2 separate regions of the Dromaius novaehollandiae genome follow, and region 1 is linked to region 2. A link is a contact called in public Hi-C data. All regions are on one chromosome and are shown on one strand. Each heading gives the region's core, a stretch centred on a gene start, on an enhancer-like site or on the middle of the called end of the contact. The rest is flanking DNA. Distances are from core to core; before and after follow the strand shown. Region 1 has its middle 130 kb from the start of MSX2. Region 2 has its middle 42 kb from the start of MSX2.

Region 1 (4,464 bases), core at 1,275-3,774, 170 kb after region 2:
ACCGTTTGCCTCTCTTGGGCACGTCTTCTGCTTAGTTAGTACTTGGCCATGTATTTAGGGCTAGTTAACTCCTGAGCCAGCATTCAAGAAGAAAACGCATTTACCTTTCTGTCCAGAGCGTGGAGGAGCTCACAGGAAATGCCATATTTCAACAGATGTTTTGGGACATCTCCTGAAACTGCATTTGGTTTGGGCTATCACAGTGCCACAGAGCTGCAGAAAAACTGGAAGAATAAAGGCAAGAAAAAAAACAATGATAAAGAGCTGAAGGGGTGATCTGTGAGCGATGTGAGCAGTAAGCTTAATACAGGAGAGCGAGGAGTGACGATGAACGTCAGATTTAAGTGGTCAAGGGCTGTGCAGTCTTGTGGCTATGGGTATGTCCTGCAGCACAGAAATGGACCCACATCAGGCAGAGATAGTGATGGAGGGGATGGGGACAGCTCTGCTAGCCCTTCCTTCTCCCTGTGTATCAGCACCAGATTAATGTCAAGGAAAGAAAATGTCTGGGGGAGATACGAAGAAATCTATGTTTGGCTGTTGGCCCATTAAATCATTGTGTGACCCACCAGAGGAGCCCTGTGTGTTTGTGCCTCTGTAAGTGCCCTTAACATTCAGAGGACCTTACATGCTGGAGAGGAGAAACTAGTGGCTTGTCCATCTCGATCTCCTAACAGCCTGCATACTGCCCTTCTCTGGCCAGAAAGGAGAGGACTGGCCAGGATCACAGAAAGCCCCTTCTCAGGGTGGTTGTGTTTGAAGTTCAATGGGAGTTTTTTTTTTTTTTTTTTTCCCCCTCTTGGCCGCGTGACTTTTTCATGTTGAACTAAGGGGGTCTAATGAATGGAAAACTGAAATCGGAGGATTTTCATTCTTTAAGGAAATTAACCTCATTTAAAGGAAATGAGTGTTCAGAGGCAGAAAGGAAAGTCATAATTTAAATGATATCAGAAGCTGGTTTTCCTTATGTAACATATTATTAAACAGTGGGGAAAAGCTTTCACTAGGCAGCCTCAGGGAGCACTCAGCAACTATAAAGAGGGTTCACATGCATGGCTCTAATATGTTAATAAATTATGCTAATTACAAGCAAGGGATTAGAGAAGGGGAAATCAAATAATGGTGCAGTAACTGGGCCTCTTTCAACTTAATTTGCAACATTGCCTGTCTAGGCTCCTTGTTGAGTTACCAAGTTTGTTTTCTTCTTTCGAAGACTCTGAAATCCTCTTTTGTCCATGGGAAGATGGTGGTGTCACTGTCAGGAGATAGTGAATGAAAAAAAATGAAGTGCAAGGGGAGCAAAAGCGAGAATGAACCCTCTCCCTGATGAGTTTCTAATGACTGAAGGCTCAAAAGAGACAGCAGAAATACTGCTGCTTTTGCACTGTGCTAGCCTGGAAACCTGGCTGAAAAATGTTGTCGAATAGTATGTAATGGATCATGTTCCATGCATTTTCCTTTCAAAGCCTTCATAAGCAGGAACTTAGCAGAACTGCTGGAGGAGACTGGATTTCCCTCAGCTGCTAGCTCTTACTGTCCTGATAATCTTTAATTCCTTTGTCTCATAGAAAGTGATTCCCACATTTCAGTTATTTTCACTTGAATGGTACTTTTCCCCAAGATGGAATGTCTCTTTTCTTATTTGGAGACAGAGCCAATTCTTGCCTGGGATCTCCTTTACCTCACTGGGAAAATGTTTTGATTGACTTGTCAGTAGCTTTTGGATCCTTGATCTCAATTTATTTGATAGATTTCTTCCCCTGCTTTTAGAGTTTTTTCCTTCTTTTATCCTTCAAATGAACAGCTCAAGTGGTTTGTCAACTCTACCTTTTCCTTTGTGATTTGCTGGAATTTATGACAGGAAGAATTGGAGTAAATTAGAACAATTAAAGGAAAGCAAGAATGTGTTTCATTTTTGCTTTTTTAATTAATCCAGGGTACAGAATCCAATTGTCCCTTGCATTCTGGCTATAGCAATATGTCCTTCAGGGAAGGGTAGAGGTCAGAAGGGGAAAAAGCTGAGTCTGATAATGAAGAATGAAATTGATATAGAGATGGGGAAAGTTTGCTATCCTTTAGGAATTCCCTCCAGTGTGAAAAGTGCTACCTGACAGTTAAGCTATCTTTCAGGAAAAGACTAATGGAAATAGACATAAATGAGCATTCACAAGCCCCAATTTTCTCATTAAAAAAAAAACTGAAGAGTTAAAAAAATAACCAAACTCAAATATGTTTAATTTCTCTAATAAGACACTGCCTTTTACCCTCAGGAAAGGGGCAAGTATTCATTTTCATAAATTCCTTTTTTAGTAGGTTTTTTCATTCTTTTTTTTTCCTTTCTCTTTTTTTTCTCCTTTTCTCTCATTCTCTCTTTTTTTCCCCTCCATCAGCAAGGGGGGTGGTGAAAGAAAACAGAGACAAGCCAGATGCCTTTCAGTGCTTTGATCAGTTTCTCTGCAGACAGCCAGGCTGCCTCCTAGCACCTCTTTAACTACAGCTTGCCAGTAAGAAAATGAGCTGTTTTAACTCTGCAATTACAGTGCCTGCTGAATGCCTGTCATCACAGCAATAGGAACCTGATCTGAACTGTATATCCACTGGAGAGAGAATTACAGCAACCAGGGCAGAAAGTTAAATACCCCCTGTGGCGGTGAGACTCATATAAACGAAAAAGCCCACATCCCAGGCCTCCTCTGTTGGTGTAAATATATAAAACACTGACAATATGACACGCAGCTTCTCGAGAGAGTCCGGGAAAGGGGGAGCTGTAGGGTGATGCCATCCTGTTGTTTCAGATATTCTTGGGAATGATAACTATGAATGCCTAAGAAAAGAGAGAGCAGTGGGGGAAGGGAAGGAAAGGCATGGAAGGGGTAAGAAATTTATGCTATAAGCAAAGACATATGTGCACTGGGTACTGTTCTATCCATGGCACAAAAGTAAATGCATATATGGAACCAAGTCAGAAGGTAGTTTGCTGTTCAACACCACTTCACTCATGTTGCTCTGAAGTCAACACACATACACAAATGTGCTGGTGATGTGGGGCAAAGAGGATCTGTCCCTGTTCGGAGGGCAGAGGTGTGGAAAGTTTGGTGACTTCACAAATATGTGGCCATTTGAGGAATACAGCTATGATTTCCTCCTCTCTGGAGGTTACGCTTTAATCATTAGATTAGTCTTCCCTTAGGCAGACAGCAACTTGTTTGAACCCCTGAGAATATTGTATAATCCTATTGTGGGCATTCATTTTTAAGCCACCCTCTGTTAAATTATACAAATTAAAAAAAACAAAACAAAACAACACATTTGCATTCATGGGCATTTTACATACCGGCATTTGTTTGGGAAATATGCAAACAGATTGCAATCTGGGCCTGATCCAATGCATACTCAATCAGACAGCCCTGAACCAAACCCTTGCTTTATAAGGGCAGCTCTTAATGGTATCCTTGATTTGCAGTTTGTGTCATTTACCTTGAAAGTAAGTGGGTAGCAGGCAGTTCTTCAAGGCCTCTTCCGTCACAACAAATGAGCTGCCCATCAAGTGGATCTGAGGTTAGAATTATGCTGCCTTAACCTATTTGAATGTGTGCGAAAAGATGGATTAGAAGTAGGCAACTATAGCCAGAAAGTTATTAATTAGTTGATGGCTGCTTTATAGAAGTATTTTCCCATGGATCATGGACTATTAGAGGAATAAAATCAGATAACTTCTTCTCTAGTGTGTAGGATAAAGGTCTGAAAATCCAACCTTATGGGTTTTCCTTCTGATTCTTCCAACATATGTTCTTATTTAAGCCATTTTAATAACTACATGCTCAAATTTCTCTTCTGAAACGTGTGTTCCCATTCTCAGTTATCTTAGGGATGAGTTACAAGTGCTAATTGCATCCTGTTATGTTTATAAACATTAAAACTCTCAGGCCAATGTTTTCACACTGCAATGGCAACCCTGAAGCACCTTGTTCAGTTACTGACCACTACAAGGGATGATTGCCAACCATCTTCCAAAGGGGCATGAGATATAAATGACCTACGCGATTTTGATGAGACTTGCGAGGGGAACTTGATGTTTTATTCTCTGTGGGTGAAGCAGAAATCTATTTGCTAAACTCTATAGGCCAAGCCAGCCAGAGAGGATGAGTCAGTGCAGAGCAGCCAGCGGTTCAGCCGAGTGAGCATCTATGTAGCACTTGCTGTGGCAGCTCTTCTCCCACCTGCTTTCCCAGGATGGTGTGAATGCTTCACAGGTGCTTGGTAGGACAAACCTACTGCACAGATGCATTGCCAGAATTGCTCCCTAAAAAACCCTGCTTTTTAGATAGCTTCATGCCCTGTGCCCCCTCTCTCAGCATGGCTGGGGACCCTCCTCCTGCTCCATGCAGGATCCTGCTGGGGAAGGTGTGGAGCTAGATCCTCAGCCCTGAGCCTTGTGCTGGTCTCCGAGGGGTGGCACAGAGA
Region 2 (4,203 bases), core at 1,143-3,642:
GAGAACAGAACAGAAGAGAGAAAAAATACCACCAGTTTCCTAATTTCTTGCAGCACTGAGGAATGTATTTTTCCCTTTCAGTCTGAAGAAATATGTATTAATGGAAAGCAAAATATAGGATCATAAGAAATGTTAGGATATCTCATGGTCAATATATTACTATGAGCTATGGTGAGGGGAGCAGTGTAGTAGAATGATACGGCCAGATTTTCAGGAGCTCAGCCTGTAAGATTCTGAGTTGCTTTAAAAATCAAATGTCTTCTTCAGTCTAGCTAGGAACTGATTTCTTTTAAAAGTCTGGCTGTAATAATGCCCAAACAACAATGTTCTTCTAGTAAAAGAGCCACTGTTGGCTGCATGTTTAATTTATGTGTATTTAATCATCCATGATAATACAGTAAGTCTTGCTGAGTACAAGATGTGAGATCAGACTGCTGCCCATATGTAAAGAGATCATATTAACCACAATAACATATATGCCTAACTTGGCCACACCTTTTAGCCAAAATCTGGGACTTGCTAAAATCCGAATATGGAAGACATATGTTCTTCAGGATATAAATTATGATGCTTTTCATCACATTACTTGTGCAGTCCAGTTTATGGAGTAAAGCAGCTTAGCAGACTTTGTTTGGATGGATGGAATATGCATGAATCATAAATGAAATTCATATAACACGGGAATAATAGGAATAAATATAATTTGTCTGATAGGCACCTAGCAGTTTCTCTGGACAATGTGGGTTAATAGAGCAAAACCAACGGATGGCATGAGCAAGCCTTTCTCTGGTGTGTCCCACCTGGAAACACAGGTTAACACAACTTGTTTGTCACAGACTTACTGTCTTCATTACACTTAATTTAACCAGAGAAATCTGAGCTTCTACCAAATAACTGTTATAAAAACACTTGTGTGCATTTGACTAGACAATTATGAGCCTTCCTTAGATATTTTAATGCTTGTGGCAAGCATTTCTCATGCAAAGTGATTAATTAAATTAATGGTTTAAAATACGCATGTACTGGGCCTTGGTTTTAAAAAATCCCTTTTAAATCAATTTATGTACTGAATTGAAGTGTTCCTCACAATTGGTGGGGCAGCAGATTCCCTGGATATTACCTGGAATGTATTCCCATTTTCAGGAAATTTCTAACACTGCTTCCCTTGACTACCATTGCTTCTCCAACCTGAAATTCGAAAGCCCTTTACTCACAAATAGTTGTTCATTCTGAAATTCTTGCAGATAATGTCTGGGATGCCCATTGCCTCGTAGGAGTAAGGCCATCATATATGGATGAAGAACATCCCATGTCACATTTATGATTTGAACAAGCAAGCAGTGCAGAGCTTTAATTCAGTATTAATTTAAACAGAAAAACTAAACTAACACTCTGGGTAGCACTAATTCCAGTTCATTAAGAAAGATATGGAGCGTACAATTTATCTAGCCCACCACTATTGATGCTATGGACATTATGTGGGATTTGCAGCATAAAATTTAAAGATCAGACAGGCAGTCCAGACTTTCAGCCTGCATTCAACAGGACTGTACCTGTCAAAGGATCTTTGTTACTAAAAGGCATGGAGACATAGAAAAGTTGGTTTTTCAGTATCCTTGAGAATAGACGGCCAGAGGATGCTTGAGTAAAGACTGGATGGGAAAAGAGAATGTTGCATGTGCTCTCCTCACTACAGATATCTGAGCAAGAAGGGATGCTGGCAAACCTGGACTCACTTTGCCAGCACCAGCACTGGGCTGCAAATGTGGGGGAGCTCAGAGGAGAGAGACCCCGAGCTGGGTGTTACGAGCCAGGTTAGGTCTGGAGGCAATGTATTTATGCTAATATGGCATTAATAGGCACTATTAATCCAGAAACTTCCTGTAGCTTAGCCAATAGCTCTTCCTATGTGCTAATGAGACCTGCTGAGAGTCCAAGCTATACTGCATCTGAGACAGTAAATCTGCATGGTGTGGATTCATCCTCTCATTTCTCTACCACTTTGGGCAGCTCTGTGCAATTCCCTGTTTCCCAGTACTGATGGAAGATTAACATGCTTCCTCACCCTGCTAAGCATTTCTTCATGGAGACTCAATGCACCAGGCTTTTAAGCTCAAGGAGTTTCCCTGGTACAGCAAAGAGAAGTAGCCTGACAGCTGTGAAAATACCTGGCCTTTGCCTGGGCTGTCCTGTCCACATACATCTGCTTAGTCGAGGTGGGCAACATCCTGAACACAACAGGGTTAAAACCGATCTGACAAATGAGGCAAAGCATGGAAAATATGAAGACAGCTATTTGGTAGCACATCTGAACCCTAGCACAGAAATACCATCTGCAATCAGTTAGAGGTGCCCTAGTAAAGCACAGCCCGGAATGCCGGGCTAATAAAGTGTCAGCAGCAGGGGGATTACGAGGGAGATTTACAAGAGTGCATGAGTTTAGTTGCTGCTGGAGACATCCGATACACTCTGCGTTTGATTCCAGGCTTTGGGATGGCAATGAAATAAGCCCACGGACTTGTGTCAAAAAGCATTTTAAAGTGAGCGCTTCTACCCTGCATACCAGCAGGACTCCCAGCAATGCTGCATCTCTGCGCCCTGCTTGCCAGGCAAGTCTGGGGCAAGGTGCTGCTCTAACACCACATTTTTTTAAATGGCAGCAGAGGCAAGCAGAGAGACTAACTGCCTAGCTTTACATCTCCCAGGATGATGGTTGTAAAGGAAGGCCCAAAGCTAATGCCCTGACCTGATGTACATCTATCGCTCAATAGAGAAGAGTACAAACCACTGAGTTTGGATCAAAACTTCCCAGAGGTAAGGGGAGGTGAGATCTCAGGATTTTTCTTAGGCTTATTTCTAATTTTTAAATAAAGGCATTAAATAGATGAATGACTGCTATTTAAATCTAAATTAGATGCAGCATGAGTAAACATACTGTAATGAACACATCAGTCCTGGAAAGTGTGATTAGAGAAACAAATGCTGCTTTTTCAACCTATAAGTGATGAACTTCCCAGTTGTTTTTTCAAATGTGCTTTCCTTTGATGAAGTGGACTTTCCAGGAGGCAATTAGAATGATTTGGGCAAAAACAAAGAGCAAAGTATTTTCCCTTCATTGTCTAAGGCTACATAAATAAGTACTGAGCTTATTACTCACTCCCTTAGTGAAAGAAAAGAGAAAATATTTTGTGCTTTGTTTCTGCCTCTGACACTTAGATGTAAAATGGGTAGTAGCCTCAGCCACAGCTATGTCAGCTATGACAAAGCTGGCCCATGGCTCCAGTGGAATCACCTATATGATAAAGCTCTGTATGTGCTGAAGTGTTTGCAGGATGAAGCGCCTTACCAGTAGTTATATATCAGACTGCCTCTTGGCAGTTTGTCAGGCTGACGGCCCAGCAGCCCAAGTGCCCTATTGAAGATGTGAGGGACTATGAAAGCAGAAAAGGAATGAGAGAAAGGAATTCATTTGCCCAACCTAAGAAAGTAATTGGAGATATTGTTCAATCTGGATATTTATCAAGTCTTGAGGCTAAATTCTGGCCCCATGAGAGTTGGTGGCAAACCTCCATTGATTTCAGTAAGGTCAGGATTTCACTGGTGATTTATGGAATGAACTAACACGACACTTTAACAATCAGTTTTAGTAGCTGGAAGTGTTATTCATTGCAGAGGTAAAGCATTGTTTGATTTTATGTGACAGTGTAACTTTAAAAACAGGCAACCTGCAAAGCAACAGTATAAAATGCAGCGCTTAAATTACATTATGATGAGGAATGACACAAAGGAATGAAACCAAGGAAATGTTTTCCCTCTCATTCCACTCATACTTTTGCAAGTCAACAGTTATAAGGACAGTACTGGTAAATTTAAATCACCTGTCCTCAACTTTAGACACTATTTGCTTGAAGTTTCTTTTATTTCTGGCAAAACACAAGGTCTTGTTCTTCAGTATGAACTACACGTTTTTCTGAGCAAGCATGACGATTCAGCAACAGCCATCGGTTGTTCATCGTGTGCTCCAGAGCTGCAAAGAAAAATCCAAACATGTCTGGCTGAATACATACACTAATGATATCTATAATATTGTCTTTGTAAACTCTGTTGTTAACTCTGCCATTTATAATTATTTCATTTGGCTGTAAGTTAAAACAACACCAGAAAAATTATAGAGCTAGGTCTTGGGAAAAAAAATTTCAGACC

The links. Hi-C and Micro-C count contacts between places; a contact is called where the count stands out from the background.
Region 1: a contact with region 2 is called in a Hi-C map of ovary, with 4 times the contacts expected there. The contact joins two enhancer-like sites. A contact is called at or near these places in 3 of 4 Hi-C or Micro-C datasets (brain, liver and ovary).

Annotation. Positions count from the first base shown.
Region 1 is chr15:15,059,862-15,064,325 of bDroNov1.hap1, forward strand. No RefSeq gene overlaps it. Among named protein-coding and RNA genes, the nearest start is that of MSX2, 130 kb to the left of the region's middle. Within about 2 kb of position 2,525, at least 1 of the 2 cell types and tissues checked has open chromatin away from gene starts, as enhancers often do.
Region 2 is chr15:14,888,194-14,892,396 of bDroNov1.hap1, forward strand. No RefSeq gene overlaps it. Among named protein-coding and RNA genes, the nearest start is that of MSX2, 42 kb to the right of the region's middle. Within about 2 kb of position 2,393, at least 2 of the 2 cell types and tissues checked have open chromatin away from gene starts, as enhancers often do.